2 separate regions of the Mus musculus genome follow, and region 1 is linked to region 2. The links are chromatin contacts, called in public HiChIP or PLAC-seq maps. All regions are on one chromosome and are shown on one strand. The core of a region is the stretch at or near the end of the contact, and the rest is flanking DNA. Distances in the headings are between cores, read along the strand shown. Region 1 has its middle 65 kb from the start of Gm5546. Region 2 overlaps Magi3 (membrane associated guanylate kinase, WW and PDZ domain containing 3).

The links. HiChIP or PLAC-seq counts read pairs in DNA pulled down with a chosen protein or histone mark.
Region 1: a FOXA1 HiChIP or PLAC-seq map of pancreatic cancer cells shows a contact between it and region 2. The contact joins two enhancer-like sites. A contact is called at or near these places in 1 of 39 promoter capture datasets (liver), 1 of 15 datasets of contacts at CTCF or cohesin (the NIH/3T3 cell line), 5 of 484 Hi-C or Micro-C datasets (cortical neurons, embryonic fibroblasts, epidermal suprabasal cells and 2 more) and 3 of 115 datasets of contacts at active chromatin or transcription factors (embryonic stem cells, fibro-adipogenic progenitors and pancreatic cancer cells).

The regions. Positions count from the first base shown.
Region 1 is chr3:104,293,764-104,297,690 of GRCm38.p6, reverse strand. No RefSeq gene overlaps it. Among named protein-coding and RNA genes, the nearest start is that of Gm5546, 65 kb to the left of the region's middle. Within about 2 kb of position 1,635, at least 83 of the 459 cell types and tissues checked have an H3K27ac peak or open chromatin away from gene starts, as enhancers often do. A contact at or near this core is called in the NIH/3T3 cell line and pancreatic cancer cells, where this site is marked.
Region 2 is chr3:104,107,456-104,111,660 of GRCm38.p6, reverse strand. All of the region lies in intron 1 of Magi3 (membrane associated guanylate kinase, WW and PDZ domain containing 3), which reads left to right. Among named protein-coding and RNA genes, the nearest start is that of Magi3, 110 kb to the left of the region's middle. Within about 2 kb of position 2,055, at least 10 of the 459 cell types and tissues checked have an H3K27ac peak or open chromatin away from gene starts, as enhancers often do. A contact at or near this core is called in the NIH/3T3 cell line and pancreatic cancer cells, where this site is marked.

The sequences.
Region 1 (3,927 bases), core at 386-2,885, 190 kb before region 2:
AAAGTCACTATACAGCTGGGCAAGTCCTAGCTATACCCAAGTAACTGGAAAACATATTTCTATATAAAAGCTCAAACCCAAACACAGCAGCAGTATCCTTAATAGCCAACGAATGGAGATAGTCCCAAATGTCCACATACTCTAATAGATAGATTTTACTTGAGCACAATGGAATTAGACAATAGTGATGATTCACTGAAAACCCCTGGAAGATGTGTTTTAAATGAATGGATTGTTATGGTATGCAAATTATATCTATTTAAAAAATAGAGACTCAGTGGACATAACAGCCACACTAGGATCAAGAGAACAAAAGCCATTTGCCAAGGAGGATGAGCAGTTTGCAGGCCCCAAAGCTGCTTCCTGTTTAAGATTATGCAGGTCGTCTGAGTCTGGCTGTTTCCTGTTTAAGTTGTAGCAGGTCGTCTGAGTAAAGCTTTAAATCAGAAAAGGTCATTTACGGAGGATTCCCCATGTATAAGGTTATTTAGTGATTGCGCTGGAGCAAGGAGTGGCTTATGTCTAAGTTCACTCTGCTGCATTATGACGCTATGATGAAATATGAAATCTATTCCGGCTATCTTTAAGAAAAATACAATAAATATGAGTAAGTTCCACAATTACTATTTTGTTAAGCCATTCTCTGCAATCAAAGGTGAAAAGTCTAATTTTGGGTTGTTTCCAAAAGTGCTTGAAAGAAAAACTCATAATGGTAGATCTTCATTAGTGCTCTTGGTAAGACCAAAGACATTTAAATACTAGTTTGTTGTGTAATAAATAGCCATAGTCTGAGTGGAAGGGAAGCCATTATGAATGAAGAAAGCATGAGATATGTTGACATTTATAGTCTCCACTGAGATATCAGCAGGTCTCACTGCCCCATTAAAACAAGCTTTCTGAAATTTGTAGCTAAAATTTTCCATCTAGTTTCATATGTTTTTACTGTCACACACACACACACATCAAAAGAAGGATAATTGGCTTGGTGGCTAAAGGTAGTTGCTGCTCAAAGCTGGCCCAAGTTCAATCCCCAGAACCTACAAGAAGATGGAAGGAGAAAACCAACTCCACAAAGTTGTCCTCTAATCTCTAGACAATGGGTCATGGCATGCCCCCCACACCCACACAAAATCTCCCCCTCACACTAAATTTTAAAAATGAGTATTCTTCAGTTACTGATTTTTTTTTCACTGTTGTGATGTCCTAATTCTGGGATTCTGAATTTTAATGTTGTTAGGTGAATGTATAGTGGTTACATTTACTTAAGTCAGCTCTAGAAAATGAAATATAGTTTGATTTTTCACGCATGATCATTCTTGGATGGACTTTACTCATGTGGAAGGGAGGGTGGTCTGATGTCTTCCACTCATTAGGCATTTAAATTACCAAAAAGTTTGTTCAAAGACTGAAAAATCAAATTAACCACATAATTGTCTGAGCAAATAAAGGACGATTATGTGATGAATTAAAAAAAATGGAAGTGTGCTCAATAATAATATGAATTCAAGAATGCATACAGGCTAAGGCATTTATTCTTCATAAGAATTTAGGGACGAGAAGGGGACAGACTCACTGGGCTTCTGTCGGTTTCTGTTTCCATGGCAGTGAGGATGACTCACTATTAAAAGCTGGACTGTTCCTTACAGGCCACGTCTTGAGCAATATGCTTCCAGCTCTGCTCATTTGACTTCAGATTCAATTGGTGTATCATTCTCAGTTGTGCAAAGAACGTGTGCGTGTGTGTGCATGCGTGTGCGTGTGCATGACGTGTAGGGAATCAGAAGTTTAAAGATTTGTTCTTGTTTGATAGTTAGTATTGTTTGATCTAACACATTCATCTTTCAGCTTCCTAACTGTGGGAACAGGACCCTGGCTCTCTTCTGTACCTTTTCTGCTCAGTATTCATTAAAGAGAGCATGTTTAATATAAACCTCTAAAACTATGGCCAATAATTTTACAGGGAACAAAACTCTAACTTTAAAGACTTACACTTTCTATACTTACTACTTTTCCCCCCTATCAAAATACTGTGAGTGCTCATTAGATTAAATTCTAACATTTGGCAACCAGCTCTATGTAGTTATGTGACAGGGAGCCCAGAAGGTCAGCTGAGGATATTAGCAAGGCAGAGGCTGGGTGTTTTCATTAAGCTTGGCTTGGCTCTATCAAGCTGATACTGGAAGAGAGGAACACTGTCTCAGAAGGAACAAGGGAAGCAAGGTAGCTCAGCATTTGTGACAACATCTGAGAGCACACTTCCTAAGTATAGGGAGGAGACATATGGAATTTCTCTAAAGCTTGAAATATTATACTTTTCAAGGAGGAAAAAAAAAGAAAATAAATATGTTTAGCTCTACCGGTGTCTTTGCTGATGAAAATAATCACAATAATTAGTCACTGCATCAAAAACGCATTGTGGAGAGTCGCTCAGCTGGAACAGTTACTTTCCCCCACCCCCCTGCCCTTTTAAATCCCACAGTCACATTCCACAGTCGTCCCCCACACAGAAACCTCTGCTACTTCAAGAGATCAGTTGTGACGCATGCTTCTATGCTAAGTTTATAAATATACGCAGATGTGATCACAGGAGAGTCTTGAGGTTCACAACCAAATGCTATGGCTACCTAAAATAGCCGTGTTTCTATTCCATGCTCCTTAATGATGTGCCGTGTTTTGATGTCTTTATTCTTGTGTGTTTGTTTGTAACTCCTCAGAGCTGTGATGATGCTGTGAAGAAGGCCCCTCCAGGCACTGGATATGTGTGCCTCTTTCTGAAACCTAGAAAGCCAGCGACTTCCAGGCTGCAGTAGGCATCAAATCTGATGCCCCAGGGCAGAGTGCAGCTTCCCTGGTCCCCTCTGCAGCCTCCAGGTCTTATACAGCCTAGATCCTGAGTCAAACCTGAGAGATCCTAATAAGAAGCAAAGACCAATTTCTCCACACTCCTTAGACTGAAAGGTCGATAAAGTAATATTAATGGCATCAAGGATGATAATGGCCACTTTAATGGCAAGTCGAACTTTAATATTTTAAAGAAATTACCCTTACATTGAGATTATTAAGATGTAGGGCTACATTAAGGAATAGAACTGTTATGAGCATGTGAAAGGAATCAACTCCCCAGAAGGGGGGAAAATCACCCTTGGCAAGTACCATCTGCTTCCATATTTTTTTCTTATTGGTTATTGGGCATTATCACGAGCATCAGTTTTTATGAGATGATCTAGATATATAGGCTAGAATGACTTTGAACTTCTGACCTTCCTATGTGAAACTATAGTGCTGGGATTACAAGTGTGCACCACCGTGGCCAGTTTATGCAGTGCTGGGGACTGAACCCACGACCTCATGAATGCTAGGCAAGCATTCCACTGAGCTTCCTCCCCAGTCCTGGGATGCATGGTGGTTATTGTGCCCATCATAAAGAACATTATTTTTCTTTTCCTTCCTGGTTAAAATTTAAAGAATTAGTCAGCTCTTCTTCCACTCAGCCATTAGGAAACATCTAGAATTGGTGGTGATCTGACTTGGAAAGTGATTTCTTAATGCTCTAACTTCAAAGGACCTTTGAAATCTCAGCACATAGGGCCCAGCCCAGGGTTAATCCAGCAAAGTGGCACTTAGTGGCCTGTTCACGGTTTGTTTTGATGGGTCGTTAATGAGTAGTCATGCATCACACTTGCATTCTAAAAAGCACAGCTTTCTGTGCGGTTGCTGGCATCCTTTTCTCTGTGTAGTTGCCATGTTTTTTTTTTTTTTTTGATACCAAGAGCCAGTGGACCAGATGGAAACAGTTGGGTTTTTTCTACCTACATCCTACATGACAAGCATGTACCATCTCTAGTTCATGTGTTGGCTTTCTTAGGGTCACAATACTGGTCTTTTTCTTCAAGCTAGGAAGGACATTTGCCACAGAGATGGTGTAAG
Region 2 (4,205 bases), core at 806-3,305:
TTGATCCCTAGGACACATGTAAGAGGCCAGCCTTGTGGTGTGTGTTTGTAAGGGAAGCAAGGCTATATTTTAAATGTTTCTAGCATCTGTACATACAATTTCAAGGTTAAACATTTCTAAAAGAAAATTTGTAAAAAGTTTTTATAGATGTATACAATGCATGTGATCAATTGGTGGAAAAGAACTAATAATTATCACAGTCTTAATACACTTTCAGAAGAAATGCATGGCAGTGGTGGCACACACCTTTAATCCCAGTACTCAGGAGGCAGAGGCAGGCGGATTTCTGAGTTCAAGGCCAGCCTGGTCTACAGAATGAGTTCCAGGACAGCCAGGGCTACACAGAGAAACCCTGTCTCGAAAAACCAAAAAAAAAAAAAGAAAAAGAAAAAGAAAAAAAGGAGAAGAAGAGGAGGAGGAGGAGGGAGAGGAAGAAGAGGAGGAGGAAGAAATGCATGGTCGGTCTGCTTTTGATGATGCACGCCTGTAATCTTAGTATTAGGGAGGCCAATCTGGGAAAGTCAGGAGTTTAGAGAGTCTGGATTATTTAATAAGATTCTGTTTCCAATATATAATATACATGTAGCTGTGAGCATAACAGTATAAGCATTTTCCTCAAGACCAAATCTCAAAAGGAACAGAGATGTTTCAAGAACAACATGAGTGAGTAGATAGGCCATCTCCCCCCCTCCCTTGCAGAAAAACCCAACAACTTTTGAAGTCGGGGATTATTAAACTCAGAGCCTGGATCCTACTGGCAAGTTCTTTTCCACTGAGCCACCTTGTATCATTCTTATTTTACTTCTGTTATAATCTTGAAGGAAGCCAGAGGCATAATGGCACGTGCTTTTGATCCTAGCACTTGGGAGGCAGAAGCAGGTGAATCTCTGTGAGTTCAAGGAGTTCAAGGCCGGCCTCATGTACATAGCGAGTTTCAGGACAGCGAAGTCTGTGTAGAGAGATTGTGTATCAAATAAAAAATTTAAAAAAAAAAACTAAACAAAGTAATAATTTAAGAAAACTTTGAAGGAACAAGTTACTTTTTCAACAGTATAAGCTAAAAATAATATAAAACAGGAAAGCTGGACATTATGCTAAACATCTGCTATGTGGTGGGATTGGATAAGAATAAGATTTAGTTTAGAGGTAGCTCACAGTTTAGAGGTAACGAGTTTGAGGGAATTTAATCTAAGGTCAGGGCGCCTGGCACCCATGTGGTGCATGTAGACTCACACAGGTCCATATATAAAGGTGAACATACATAAATCTGTTTAAAAAGAGCATAATTTACTTTAAATAAATTTATATTTTCAAAACTTTAAGGAGGAATGGGGAAGTAGTGTAATTGGTAGAGTGCTTGTCTGGGTTCCATTCCTTCCACAGCACTGAATAAACCAGGCATGGTGGTACATACCTGTAATCTTAGCACTCAGAAGCAAAAGGATTGGGAGTTCAAAATAGGCCTTTACTTCATAGCGGATTGGGGCTCAGTTTGAACTATTAAAAAGACTTAAATGGATTGGCTTCTGGAGTTGAAGAGTCTCAGACGTGACCTCAGAATTATTTTAATCCCCCTGCTCCCAACACACACTTCATGGAGGAGAATGTAAGAAGAACTGGGAGACTGGAGAGAAGTGCTCCGTAGACTGTGAACACACAAGTCTATTGCCCTACTATAATCTAAACTCACAAAAGTTGAAGAGATTATTTAAAAACAAATTCCAAGTATTTAGAAAAGAATAGCTTATCACCCAGAGCCAATATGGATTTCTAAGAAACAAGACATGCCAAACTGACCTCATTTTTACTCTCCCCCTACCCCCTGTTTTATAATTGCTTCTAGATTAGAGAATAGTAAAGACATGTTGTATCTTGACTTTAGCAAGCAGTTGACAAATTCTCCTTACTGTCCTTGTCAAAAAGATGATGAAGTGTGGGTAGATTGATTTACAGTTGTTTGCATGCTGAACCCACGCCAACAGGACTCAGGGTTAATCCAAATAATAGCCAGTTGCTTTATTCACTGATTTCTCAATGAGAACTGGTGGTGATTCAGAGTTTGCGTATATTCAGTAACTATGGGTTTGTAGCTGTGAATTCCTGACTAAGGAGTTGTATATTCAAACTTGACCGCCTGGATATTTTTATACAATTAAAATACCAATTACAGACATTCATCTAGCCAAACTATTTGTCTGATGTATATATTTTTAAACTTTATAAACCAGTTTCACTGTTCATATAAAAACCAAAGAATAGAATTCAAAGAGCAAAAAATTTTAAAGCATAGGCTGGCTAGGTAAGAATGTTCACATTATAAAGAATCTTTTGTTTGTATTTGTTTAATAACGTTTACATTAGCCTCAGGGAGATTTTTTTTTCATGCCCTTGAGATGTCAAGGTTCTGTGAATTAACCTGGGGGGAGGTGGGTAGGAGGGGAAGGGAGAGGGGGAGGAGAAGGAGGAGAGGGGAGGAGAGAGAGAGACAGAGACAGAGATCATATATAGATGTGCCTGCATTATATATTATACACCAGGATCATACAGTACCTATAGAAGTCATAAGAGGGCTTAGGGTCAGGAACTGGAATTGCAGGCAGCTGTGTGCCACCATGTGGGTGATTTGCAAGAGCAACAAGTGCTCTTAACTGCTGAGCCATCTCTGTAGGACAACAGTGTCCTTGGGAATTAATATATTTGTTGGCCTTCTGATAATCATTAGTAAACTACCTATTTAAGATTTTTTTAAATTCTTTGAAATTACATAGAAGAAACAATCGCTTTATTCTTTAGAAAGTTCTATTAGTTTCTGGAGACAGGGACGTCCATGGTGAATGGTTTATTTAGAATATTTTATTATCAGTTGTTAATCTTAAATAATGTCAACTCAGTTTTATTAAATTTTCATTATGTCTAATTGACTGGTGCTTACAGTATATTGTCTTGATTGTCAAGAAGCAATGATGGAGGGACTGGAGATTTGTCTCATCAGTTAAAAGCACTTACTGCCTTTGCAGAGTACCCTGGTTTGGTTCCCAACACCTACATGGTGGCTCACAACCATCCATAACTCTAGTTCCAGGAGATCTGAGACCCTCTTTTTGCCTCTTCCAACTCCAGGACACATGTGATGCACATAAATACATACATGCAGACAAAACACTCATACAAATAAAATAAGAACAAAACTTAGAGTTTCTAAAAATGTTTGCAGATATGATTTTCAGTTTTAGTGATGCTAAACACGAATGCTACATTCAGTGTCTAGTTGCACATTTTGTTTAAAATGCATTTTGGATTGCAGTTGTCTCTCATCCTTTTCTTTGTGACTGCCCATACCAGTAGGAGTTGATGGTAAAACCTAGTGTGATTCCAGTTCTGATAATTATGGGCATTACTCTTTAAGTTTAGCCTTTTCTGTGCTAACTGGTTTTTAAAAACATCAAAGGCCCTTAGAATAAGATTGGGTTAACTTCATTTTCCCTTAAGAAATCCATCATGCAAGATAATTCATGATTTTGAACTTTATTGTGGCTTTATCTTTTAATTATCTCTAACCTAAAAGACATTACTTATATAACTTAAAATCTAACCTAGATTTTAAGCATTTTATAGTTATCTCTAAATTATGCCATATCTTAGAAGTTTTGAGTTTAAGAAAAGCTAAAGTATTGACTCAACAAATTATCTTTTTTAGTTATATCTATATTTCCTTTTACCAAAACTAAATCTTTCCCAGAAGATATGTTGGTGAGTCAAGTTTTGTATTTTGGCACTCATGTTACTGTTTTAAATGAAAAGAAGAGGACACATTTTTGTTTATTCAAAGAACCTATCTATCCAAGAGCTGGAGAGATGGCTCAGCAATTAAGAGCACTGATTGCTCTTCCAGAAGTCCTGAGTTCAATTCCTAGCAACCACATGATGGCTCACAACCATCTGTGATGGGATCCAACACGCTCTTCTGGTGTGTCTGAAATCAGTGATAGTGTACTCACATATATAAAATAAATAAATCTTTTTTTAAGCCTATCCAAATATCTGAAAGTTTCAGCCATGTAGTTACAATCCTCCAAAGCTAGAGTCTAATATTTACAAAGAACATGAGACTCCCTTACCAAATTGTAAAAATACTTCATGCACTCATTATGAAGTTGATTTGTGTTCAATGAGTATTGATCAGTATTGATTATATATTAGTTTTT